Linked DNA regions of Mus musculus: region 2 is linked to region 1. A link is a contact called in public Hi-C data. All regions are on one chromosome and are shown on one strand. Each heading gives the region's core, a stretch centred on a gene start, on an enhancer-like site or on the middle of the called end of the contact. The rest is flanking DNA. Distances are from core to core; before and after follow the strand shown. Region 1 holds the start of Edn1 (endothelin 1). Region 2 has its middle 91 kb from the start of Gm32833.

The links. Hi-C and Micro-C count contacts between places; a contact is called where the count stands out from the background.
Region 2: a contact with region 1 is called in a Hi-C map of uterus, with 4 times the contacts expected there. The contact joins the enhancer-like site here to the promoter of Edn1 in region 1. A contact is called at or near these places in 6 of 39 promoter capture datasets (the 3T3-L1 cell line, the SN4741 cell line, hippocampal neurons and 2 more), 2 of 15 datasets of contacts at CTCF or cohesin (both in the NIH/3T3 cell line), 7 of 484 Hi-C or Micro-C datasets (the HPC-7 cell line, embryonic fibroblasts, liver and 2 more), 6 of 115 datasets of contacts at active chromatin or transcription factors (bone marrow-derived macrophages, cardiomyocytes, embryonic stem cells and 2 more) and 2 of 9 other capture datasets (adipose tissue and macrophages).

What each region holds. Positions count from the first base shown.
Region 1 is chr13:42,299,269-42,305,092 of GRCm38.p6, forward strand. Edn1 (endothelin 1) reads left to right here and starts at 2,208. Exons shown (of 5, transcript NM_010104.4): 1 at 2,208-2,690; 2 at 4,289-4,457; 3 at 5,678-5,824. The coding sequence starts at 2,627.
Region 2 is chr13:42,491,250-42,497,073 of GRCm38.p6, forward strand. No RefSeq gene overlaps it. Among named protein-coding and RNA genes, the nearest start is that of Gm32833, 91 kb to the left of the region's middle. Within about 2 kb of position 2,947, at least 5 of the 459 cell types and tissues checked have an H3K27ac peak or open chromatin away from gene starts, as enhancers often do. A contact at or near this core is called in uterus, where this site is marked.

The DNA of each region.
Region 1 (5,824 bases), core at 958-3,457:
TGGAAAGATGGGACCCTCCCAGGGCTAAGATCTTGTTTTTATTTGGGGTTTGCTATCACGGAGCTTTAGAAGAAGCTCAGAGTGGATGGCTGCCGAGGTTTGCATTTTACTTCTGAGTGTATGTTCAGAGTGGCACAGGTACACAAGAAGGGAGTGGGTAGTAGAAAAACACCTGGACAGTTCTCCTTTGCTTTCCTTCTCTCCCTGATGCTGTGGCCATCGCTATCTGCAGAGGTCCCTCAGCTGAAGGATGATGGCTCAGGCTAGACACTGGGGATGCCTTCCAGAACTGGGTTGGGCATTTCCGGGGTGGAGCTGAGGACAGGTTGGTCCTGACAGTTGCCAGTGTTTGGCCAAATTGGCCAGGAGGTCAGAAAGGGGTGTGGGGGGGAGGGGAGTACTTGTTTTCCCACTCACCTTTCTCTTGCTGGTGGGAAACTTGGGCTTTGGACCTTCCGGTGACATCAGCTCTCCTCTCCTCCAGGTCCCCTGAGGAGCTGGGGTGGGATGAGCTGGCTTCCTGTTGGGGCCCAGGTCTAGGGGCAGTTGTCACCTCCTGGCCCCCACCCTCAGGGGTTGGGCTGAGGTAAGCAAAGCAGAGGCAGAGGCTTACCAGTGGCCCTGGGCCTCGGGTGTGGGTGTGGGAGGGATGCTGGTTCCTGCTTCTTCAATGTCTCCAGCTCTTAGTCCAGAGTCTCCTAAGGGACAGAGTTCTTAGTGACCTAAAGCTGCTGCTGCTGCTGCTGCTGCTGCTGCTGTGTCTCCCCTACTGAGATTCCCAGAGAGGTCACTAGGCCTAAGCATGTCTCTGTCCACAGCGTGGGTATTGCTATCAAGTCTGCCTTTTGATTGTAGAGGTGAAGAAATAAATGGTTGCATGGACTGGATTGAGTCTATTTTGGCCTCTACTCCCAGGGAAAACTGAAGTCAAACAAGACGGGATGAAGAAGGGACCTTTGTGGTAGCATCCTAGGGAAACCACTCTGCGTGGATCCTGTGTGTTGTTTCCAGCTTATGGGCATTCCGGGAGCTTGTTGAAAAAAGCCAACGTGTTTTCTGTGTGTTTTGCTTTATTCATGAAGACATGTTGTCACTTGTGCCTTAATAACCCATGGACACCTGGGGGAGGGAGTCTTTCATGGTAAAATAGACAGGAAACTGTTTGGAAAATGTAAACACGTTATTAAAGGGTGAGGTATGATCTGATGCACATATTCAGCATCGGCAGTCCTTCCCTCCCCACACCCCCCTTGTAGCTTTCTAATCAAGCACAGACCGCAGGTTTGCCCGAGTAAAGAAGCAAAGTGATGTGGAGGAGACTCTGGAAAGTCGGGGAAGGGAATAATGGAATGCCCTGAAGCCACCTCTCTTTAGTATGTGAGGCGCCCCTTCTCTGCCTGGCCACAGCTTGTTACTAATCATTTAGAAGCCGAGGCTTTAGTTGTTTTATCTTATTAAAGCATAAGCCCCTGCAGCTCTCCATCTCCCCCTGGCGGTCGTCTCTGCCATTTCTCAAGATCCTTCGCGATAGCAGCAATTCCCAGGGAGAGGCTGGGCACAAGAAATATTGGAGGGCGAGTGTGTGTGTGTGTGTGTGTGTGTGTGTGTGTGTGTGTGTGTGTACGTGTACTTCTGATCGGCGATACTAGGGAGATAAGGATGTACCTGACAAAACCACATTGTTGTTGTTATCATTATTATTTAGTTTTCCTTCCTTGCTAACTCCTGACGGAATCTTTCTCACCTCAAATGCGAAGTACTTTAGTTTAGAAAAGACTTGGTGGAAGGGGTGGTGGTGGAAAAGTAGGGTGATCTTCCAAACTAATCTGGTTCCCCGCCCGCCCCAGTAGCTGGGATTCAAGAGCGAAGAGTGGGGATCGTCCCCTTGTTTGATCAGAAAGACATAAAAGGAAAATCAAGTGAACAATGATCAGCCCCACCTCCACCCCACCCCCCTGCGCGCGCACAATACAATCTATTTAATTGTACTTCATACTTTTCATTCCAATGGGGTGACTTTGCTTCTGGAGAAACTCTTGATTCTTGAACTCTGGGGCTGGCAGCTAGCAAAAGGGGAAGCGGGCTGCTGCTCTCTGCAGGTTCTGCAGCGGTCTCTGTCTAGTGGGTGTTTTCTTTTTCTTAGCCCTGCCCCTGGATTGTCAGACGGCGGGCGTCTGCCTCTGAAGTTAGCCGTGATTTCCTCTAGAGCCGGGTCTTATCTCTGGCTGCACGTTGCCTGTGGGTGACTAATCACACAATAACATTGTTTAGGGCTGGAATAAAGTCAGAGCTGTTTACCCCCACTCTATAGGGGTTCAATATAAAAAGGCGGCGGAGAACTGTCCGAGTCAGAAGCGTTCCTGCACCGGCGCTGAGAGCCTGACCCGGTCTGCTCCGCTGTCCTTGCGCGCTGCCTCCCGGCTGCCCGCGACGCTTTCGCCCCAGTGGAAGGGCCACTTGCTGAGGACCGCGCTGAGATCTAAAAAAAAAACAAAAAACAAAAAACAAAAAAACCCAGAGGCGATCAGAGCGACCAGACACCGTCCTCTTCGTTTTGCATTGAGTTCCATTTGCAACCGAGTTTTCTTTTTTTCCTTTTTCCCCACTCTTCTGACCCCTTTGCAGAATGGATTATTTTCCCGTGATCTTCTCTCTGCTGTTCGTGACTTTCCAAGGAGCTCCAGAAACAGGTAGGCGCCACTTGCGAATCTTTCTACTTCAGCGCAGCGCAGTTATCGCTTCTGTTTTCCACTTTTCTTTCTTTCTTTTCTTTCATTCTTTCCTTTTTATTTATTTTTTTAATTACTGAAGCTCCAGCAGCAAGTGCCTTACAATTAATTAACTTCTGTGTGAAGCGAAAGAAATAAAACCCCTGTTTGAATACAACTGACTACAACCGAGTATCGCATAGCTTCAAAATAACGTTGTAGCAGTACAGCTGAAGCAAAAATCTATTTTGAAATAAGTGTGTTTAGGGTTGCACGGTTCATTTAGGGGCTTATTCAAACGTTGTCTTGATAGTGCGCTAATGTGTAAAATATTGAAACACTCCAACTTAAAGCCAAGGAATTTTATTCGGGTCATGCAGGCACACCGTGAGCAGGGAAATCACCTGCCGATCAACCATGCGCTGAATAACCCCGCAGGCGGTTTCAGGGCGAAGCACATGCTTTCTTTAAAATTTGTCACTATTGACTTAAGGTTTCATTTGGCAGGTTTTTGGCATCTTCAAACACTGTGAGCTCTATTGCAGTTGTATTCACCTGTCCTGGGAGGGGAGCCGGGATCATTCCTGCCTGATTAAGGAATTAGACAGTACGGGCCACAGCTGGTTCTTTTCTCCTCCCATCCTGTTTTTTGAGGGTCAGTGCCCTCTTTTTGTCTTTTCATGACCCTAAGCAAAGAGAAAGGATGTCAAAAGGGTGAAAGCCCTGGAATGTGTCTGATCGTTTGGAATGAACAAAATCGAGCAGATAAACTGCGCGGCGATGCTGTGTTGGGCCAGAGGGAGGTGTCAAGTCCCACAGCAAGCTGTGCTGCCCAAAGATTCTGAATTCTGAACCCACGGGGTACTTTCCCTGGGTTCCCTGAGCAGCTGTACCTTCTCTTCCGTCAGTGGCAACTTGTCTCCCACCTGAAGTGAATATTGTAAAGTTAGTTTCTTTTCGGTGTCCAGGCATTTTCTGAAAGTTTTTGCTTTCTGTCTATTATAAAAAGGCACCCATATGCCACCTAGACTGGTCTGTGCCCCTACACACGCTGGAATGGGGTGGAAACCCCTAAAGAGTTTATCCTGAGTAGGGAACATGTCTCCATAGCCAGGAATAGGCAGTCTATATTATTTGCTGGTGGCCACCTGTCAGTTTAATCTATGGGAGTTGTGCCATTCTATGTCTCAGGTATGGACTCCCTCAAAATTCCACCAGACAGTATCTACTTCAAAGCGGCTTCAGAAGGCTGGGGAGTCCTTTCCTCTCTCTCTCTCTCTCTCTCTCTCTCTCTCTCTCTCTCTCTCTCTCTCTCTCTCTGTGTGTGTGTGTGTGTGTGTGTGTGTGTGATCTCCCTGCAGGTGGATAAGCCAGCCAGGGTAAGGGTGAAGTCCTGTTAGGCACGGAGAACAAAGGAAGCTCTTTTCTTTCTGTTTGTGTTTCTGGCTAAAGGCAGTTTTATGCCTTGTCTGCTTCTATTTGCGCTGCTAGATCTGACCTGAATACTAGGGTGCAGGTGCTTGCTCTGGACGCCTGAAGAAAGATATTACTACCAATCTGACCCTCTCTTCTCTTCACAGCTGTCTTGGGAGCCGAACTCAGCACCGGAGCTGAGAATGGAGTGCAGAGCCCCCCTCCCAGCACACCCTGGAGACCCCGCAGGTCCAAGCGCTGTTCCTGTTCTTCCTTGATGGACAAGGAGTGTGTCTACTTCTGCCACCTGGACATCATCTGGGTCAACACTCCCGAGTGAGTCTCTAGAGGGCATTGTAACCCTAGCCATCTCTTACTACTGGGGCTTTCTGGAGCCTGGAGAGCCCAGGCTGGAGTTTCTGTTCTGGGAAGCTTCTGTCTTTAGCGTTTCTGAAGACAAAAAACCGTGGCTCCCAAGGGAAACCCTGCTGACTGAGACAGGTCAGCTTAGTGGTAGCAATCTTGGAGAGTGTCTTCTGAGAGGCTGGGGGTAAGGGAGAGTCAGGCTGCTTCCTGTGGGACAGATCAGATTGGCTGAGGACAAGCAGGACGGGGCTATGCATTTAAAGACAAGAAAGGGATAGACTAACTTAGCAGGAGGCTCTGGACATGGGACCTAATAGCCCAGGTCCTATGTAGAGTAGTCTACCTGTACTTCTCAGAGAGGCACAATACCATCTATTCCAGAGGGATAGCCTAGAGTCGGGTACTTCTTGCATCTCTCCTTCGTCTTTAGAAAACTGTATTTCAAGGCAGAGATCAGAACAGTACCCATGGGTTTCTCTTGTACCTTCCAAGGGAACCGAGGCTGTTTTACCCTCAGCCCCCAACCCTAGTCCACTCATCAGGAGCAATCATCAGAGAGAACAAACACATTTAGTCTGTCTACAATGGCTGGCCACGTTCCAAAACAAACCAGACCCAAACCACCGCGGACCTAATCCTTAGTAGTGTTTCTACCAAGGGGAGGACTGCGTTCCTTGTTGTGAGAATTGAAATGGATTCCTTGCAATTTATCGGAGAGCATTTTGACACTGAGTCCTTCACAGCCATTCAATTTTACCAAACTTTAGGAGCAGTGCACCAATATGCCAGGCTCCACCCTGCAGTCTGTCTAGAAATCTTAAGTTTTGGTGTGGCTGTAGTCCTTCTGTTTTCTGGCCCCACAACCACCAGAAAACAGACAAGAAAAGAAAGAAAATACAAAGCAGAAGCCCAAACAGAGGTTGTAATTTGGAACAAAGCTCTCTAGAAGAAATGGGATATCATTGTTAAGTATTGAAATGGAATGTCATTGAATCAGAAAAAAAAAAGTTCGTGTTTTCCCATTTGGGGACATACACTGAGGACCATTGATGGGCAGACATGCCAAATGGCTTCCATTATCTTTGCTATCATGCACTGTCCAAATGCTCTCTGAATTGTATGCCCAAAGAATGAGTCGTCTGAAAGATTATTAATTAAGCTAATATCTTCCTTCTCTCTTTCCATAATAGGCGCGTCGTACCGTATGGACTGGGAGGTTCTTCCAGGTCCAAGCGTTCCTTGAAAGACTTACTTCCCAATAAGGCCACAGACCAGGCAGTTAGATGTCAGTGCGCTCACCAAAAAGACAAGAAGTGCTGGAATTTCTGCCAAGCAGG
Region 2 (5,824 bases), core at 1,697-4,196, 190 kb after region 1:
TGAAGTAATCCAAATACCCTTCATGTAGGAGTAAATTTTACTGTTATTAAGACAGTTTTTTTTCCCTTTCCAGGGATGAAGTAGCCAATGCAGATTTTTCGAGATGTTTTTAACTGGGCAACAACCATGTTTCCCAGCTGCCCAGCAAACAGATGTTCTGTGTTCCAGTGCCCTCCCCTCTGCTTATCCAAAGACAGCTGTTGGGGGCTGGAGAGATGGCTCAGCAGTTAAGAGCACAAACTGTTCTTGCAGAGGATCTGAGTTTGATTTCCAGCATGCACATCATGTGGCTCACAATGGCCTATCCACAACTCCAGCTCCAGGGTAGAGCACATACACATATACATATGAAGGTGCAGGTGGATGTACACATACATACACACATATACATACATGTACTTTTACATACATGTACACACACACACACACACACACACACACACACACATATATATATATATATATATATATATATATATATATATATATATATATATATCATATACATATACAGACATGCTTGCCTGCAGGTGTGCATAAGCATAGATACAATTAATTTTTTTGAAAAGTTTAAAATAAAAGAGTGCTGTTGGGAGGGAAAGAAGTCTTGAGTTGATTCTGTGAGTGTGAGCATTTCTCACAAGATGTCTCCCTGGCCTTCTGAGAAAGTTCCCAATGAGTCAACCTGGAACTTCCCAGGGTTTATTTGGTACTTTGTGAGTACTGAGGAACTCAATGAAATACTTATTGTCATGGAGGAGCTGAAGAAAAGAGATAATAAACTATATTTTGTCTTCATCATGAGTCTTACACACAGCCACATCCCAACATGTCTCAGATCACTGGTCTATCTCAGCCTTTCTTCTAGATTCCCAAAGAATATGCAGAGTACATCCTGGAAAGAAACTGGCCTCCCTCTCTCCTGATAAAGTTCTAAGTGGCAAGTTAGAAGCAGGCTGATCTAGAATGTTCTTAGATAGACATCCCTAAACTGACAAATACCCATTGTTACTCAAGATTTGGTCAGAAATGATTCAAACGTAACTCGGTCAAGCTTAAATCCAAATAACACAATTGGAGTATGTGTATTGGGTATTTTCCTCGGTAGTACATGTTCACAGACAGGCTGCAGCAACTCTGAACCTCTGCCATTCTTATAACCAGTGACCTAGGAGATGAGATGCCATAGGAGGAAGTCTGGACCAGAATGTGGCAGTGCAATACTGTACCAGACATGTCTAACTTGTGCTCCTTGGACTGCCTGCATCCCAAATCACTATAAATGTATCCTCATACATGCACAGACCTCATATCATAATGCCAAAAAAGTTGGGCCCTGTGCAAGTCATCCTAAAATGCACAAGACAGAGGCAGAAGTATGGTAAGTTTAAGGCCAGCATGGGCCCCTAAGGAGACCCACTGCACTTCCATTAACAAAAACATTTAATGTAGTAACCAAGGTTAATGGTGTCAAAGCTCATGATGGCTCCCAGTCAGCTCATGTTACGTTGTTAAACTCCACTCAAGACACATTGAACTATCAAGCTAATTATCAAAACACGGGTTAACACTCCAGAGAGGAAGCTCTGGACCTGAGTTCCTGGAGATGAGGGGGTCAGATTTTTAAGAGCAGGATAAACTTGATTGCCTACAGAATGTCAGACCATGGAGAGAAGCAGCTAAGTCCAGTGTGAGAATCAGAATGTTTACGATGGCAGTTCGTTTTTACACTGTAATACAAGAATGGAAGGGAAGGAATGGGTGAGAGCTTCCTCCCAATAGGGTGGCTGCTACCTCACTACTTTCTTGTGACTTTGGGTATATTGATTATACACATTAGTCGGTGTTCTATATTAAGACATACAGCTATACTAGGTAAAGGCATGCTGAATGAGAATGTAATGGATTTAATAAGGAAAGAGGGGAGAAAATGAAGAAAACATGGATAAGGACAAAGAATGCCTCTAAGGGAGAGTAGGAATTATATAACTACCAAGTGGCAGGACTTCACCACAGCAATCAAGAAAAACCCCAGCGTACCCAGACACAATGGTGCATGGCTATAATCCCCACATCTGGGAGGCTGAGGAAGGAGAGATGCAGCCCCTGTCTCAAAACTCTAAGCACGGAAGGTAGTACAGTGGTAACAATCCCCAGCACAGAAAGAATTAAAGGTTAGGTGGAGAGGAAAGGAAGAGGAAGAAGAAGGTAAATAAAAATCTAGCCGTGAACTGTAGGCAGAGGAGGGAAAGACCACATGCATGGCTAAATCTCCAAATATAGGCTCTCGAGTCGACTTTGTAGCCATCTAAGAGATCTGAATGAAGCAGGTTCATAGCATCCTTCCAGTTCTACTGAAAGACCAAGGAAGGAAGAAGCTTGAAATCAAAGGAGGAGCTAGGGTGACAGGGTAAGGCAACATAGCACTCGAAGGGCTCTAAGAGCTTAAAAGTGGAACCTCAGACTGAGTTCTGGGAAAAACAGAGATAAAAACAACAGTGGAAAATCTACAGTTCTCCAACACTTTCTGAGGGTTGGACAGTGCAATAGGCCTTAGTTATCTCGTTTCTAAATTGAAACTTTGGGGCAAACAGCTCAGACACCCACCCAGGGTCTGCCCAGCCATTTCTTCTGGGCATAACAGCCCCTGAGTATGGGAAATCTCGGTGACAATATGAGGGACTGAAGCAAAAATGGAATGCCTCTGTGACATTCATAATTAAACTTTCATATCTTTTAGGGCTGAAAACAATGCTCAGAGTACAAGCATTACTGGAAATTCATTAAATGAACCTTTTTACCCCCCTGGAGTCAGTGTTTACTACAGTCTTGATTGTTTTAGAAAGAAAACTTTATTAAAGGAAACCAGGAGCATTTCTCCAACTCCACGAGGGCTGCAATAACAGGAAACAAAACTCCTATTTCTGTAGTTGGTCTGATAAGAACTCAATAGTAGACCTTCTGAAGGCCCGTGCTGAGTACTGTTAAAGACATAAATTACTATCTAGTGCACGGTCTTGGCTAGGCCACTTAGATCACGGCTTCTATTTTTGGTGGCAGAGACTCTCATATATCTGTCACTTACTCCAGAAAATGGTAAAAATGGACAAATTGGCAGCGATGAAGTTCTTGCTAACAATGTGGCTGTGGAGCTGCTCCAGAGACAGAACTTGAGTGAGAGAGCAGAGAGAAGCTTACTCAAGAAAAGCAGCTGAAACTGAAGACTGCAGCTGCGGCACTCCCATGAGGACAAGAAATAAGGGGCAAAGATGCTAGAGCACTCTGGGAATGAGAAAAGCATGTCCAGTCTGCTTCCCCAACTGAGCAGTGTGTTCTCTGGAAGCACATGGTGGGATCAGAGAGCTGATAAATGGTGCTGGGGCACTCCGATCTTAAAGTGATGCTTCCACGGAATGCTCTTGATGACGTCATGTGTTTGTAGTGGAAGCGAAGTCACTGCAAGGATTGCTGGTGTTTGTTTACAGTTGAGACTCTGGTGTCATCTCCAGCCCTTTCCCAACCAAGCCTTTTACAGAAACTGTACCCCAGCAGTCTTAGATGAAGGTTTCCTTTGAATAGTCAAGGAAGTGGATGGCCTAACATGGCCTACTTGCTCATTATAAATCTTTGAATTGAAGCATATAGCCAATTGTATTAGAACACATCCCCTCAGCTTTAAACCAGTTACATTGAAATGGCAAGCCTGATCTGAGAGATGCACCTGCTTCTTTTTGAAGTGTAGATCCTCTTTGGTGCCTTTGAAGTAGTCAGGAAAGTCAAGTGAGAAAGCCAGGAGGTTAATTAAGTCACAGGTATCTGAAAACGCATCGTCCAAGTGGTATGGAGATATAGACTCGGGGGCTTCTGTAGGTTGTAGTATGAGGGTTGCTTCAAGATCAAGATCTTCAGCTCCTTAATCATTCCAGCTTCCTTGTTTGCTGGGACATCATGATGTCATCCCTTGTTGACAAGACTCAGAGAAAAGAATTGTTGTACGTAGTTAAGTAAACAGCTATGAAATGTTGCTAAGACCATTCAAGTAGCAGAGAGGGTGGGTTATGTGCCTTTGTCTAATATCATAGATACAACTATCAACAAACTGGCAGGGTGTGAAATACGATGCCATAGTCTAGGCTCCACCCACAAAGCAGTCAAGTACTGACTTTTCTCTAGTCCTTTGCCTTTTTCACAGCTGAAGCCTACATTTATCTGTAAATTTACACCCAGGTTTTATCTCATTTTAAAGCACAAGCATGTCTCTAATGCTAGGTTGTGCTTGAAGACAGGAGCCTAGCATGGATGTCCTTTGAGAGGCTCTGCCAGCAGCTGACTGAGACAGATGCAGAGACTCACAGGCAAGCATTGGAGTGAGGTTGAGGATCCCCTATGGAAGAGTTAGGGGAAGGATTGAAGGAGCTGAAGGGGATGGTGACCCCATAGGAAGAACAGAGCTCCCAGAGACTAAGACACCAATCAAAGAGCTGGTCTGAGGCCACATATGTAGCAGAGAACTGCCTTGTCTGGCCTTAGTGAGAGAGGATGGGCCTAATCCTACACAGACTTGATGCTCCAGGGAGGGGAGATGCCAGGGAGGGCCACCCTCAGAGGCAAAGGGGAGGGGGAAGGGGAGGGGGGGGAATAATTTTGTGACAGGGAACTGAGAGGGGTGCAACATTAGGGATGTTAGGTAAATAAAATTATTAATAATTAGAAACATAAATATGCCTTATGTTATTAAAATGCTATGTGAACGTATTTTCCCCGAAGAGCCCCTCCTTCCCAGTGGGTAGGTAAACTGTAACACAGTAAGTTTGTTTGGTATTGTTATGATTTGTATCAGAACTATCCCCCATAAGGTTCATGTTTTGAATGCTGTCACTCATTGCTATTTGTGTGTAGGGGGGAGGGAGTGGACAGGTGAGGCTGGTGAACTTTTAGGAGATGAAGCTACACTGCAGAAAATAATCACTAGGGCTCAACATTTAAGGACTATCACCTTCTTGGCCTTATGTCCCCTCCCTCTCTCCCTTCTCATCCACTGAAATATGAACAGCTGTCTATGAAATGCTCTTACTGCCATGATCTCTCCAAACACATGGAGCCAACCAGCTCTGAGGCAAAAGAGCCAAAAGAACCATGAGGCAAAATAAGTCCTTCCTTTCTTATATGGTTTACATCAGATATTTTTGCCACAAAAGTAACTAATATTGTAGTGGTTTTATTATAAATAATTTTGCACAAAATTCATTCCCAGCAATTCTCTTTTATTATTATTATTTTTTCAACAGACTGGAGTAAAATGGCATGGTCAGAAGTATATATAATTTATCTGGCATTTATGACATTTATTGTCACACTGCTAGCAAGAAAGATTATCCTAGTCTATCCCCAATAAAAATTTATGAACATATGAGATGTGTACTTATGTTTTTTTTTTTTTTAGGTTGTGGTGCCAGAAGAGTTGATCCTTATGGCAAACATAATGTATTAAAGAAAAAAGTTAAAATATGTCCGTTTAGGATACAATGAAGGGGAAAGCACCTTTAAATTACAAATAAATAATGTGAATTTTAAAAGTACCTGTGAAATTTGTGGCACAAAAAACATTGCAGCCAGTTTTACAACCTCCATTTCTTTAATAATAAAAATAATCCCTTATATTTTCAGCCAGCTAACAGTTGCCAAATGCTCTATTAAATCACTCTTATTAATCACCATGAACTTTAGCAAATTCTTCTGAGATAACTCAGGACCTGTAGAAGCTTTCAAATGCAGGCACATTAAACACACACACACACACACACACACACACATACACACACAA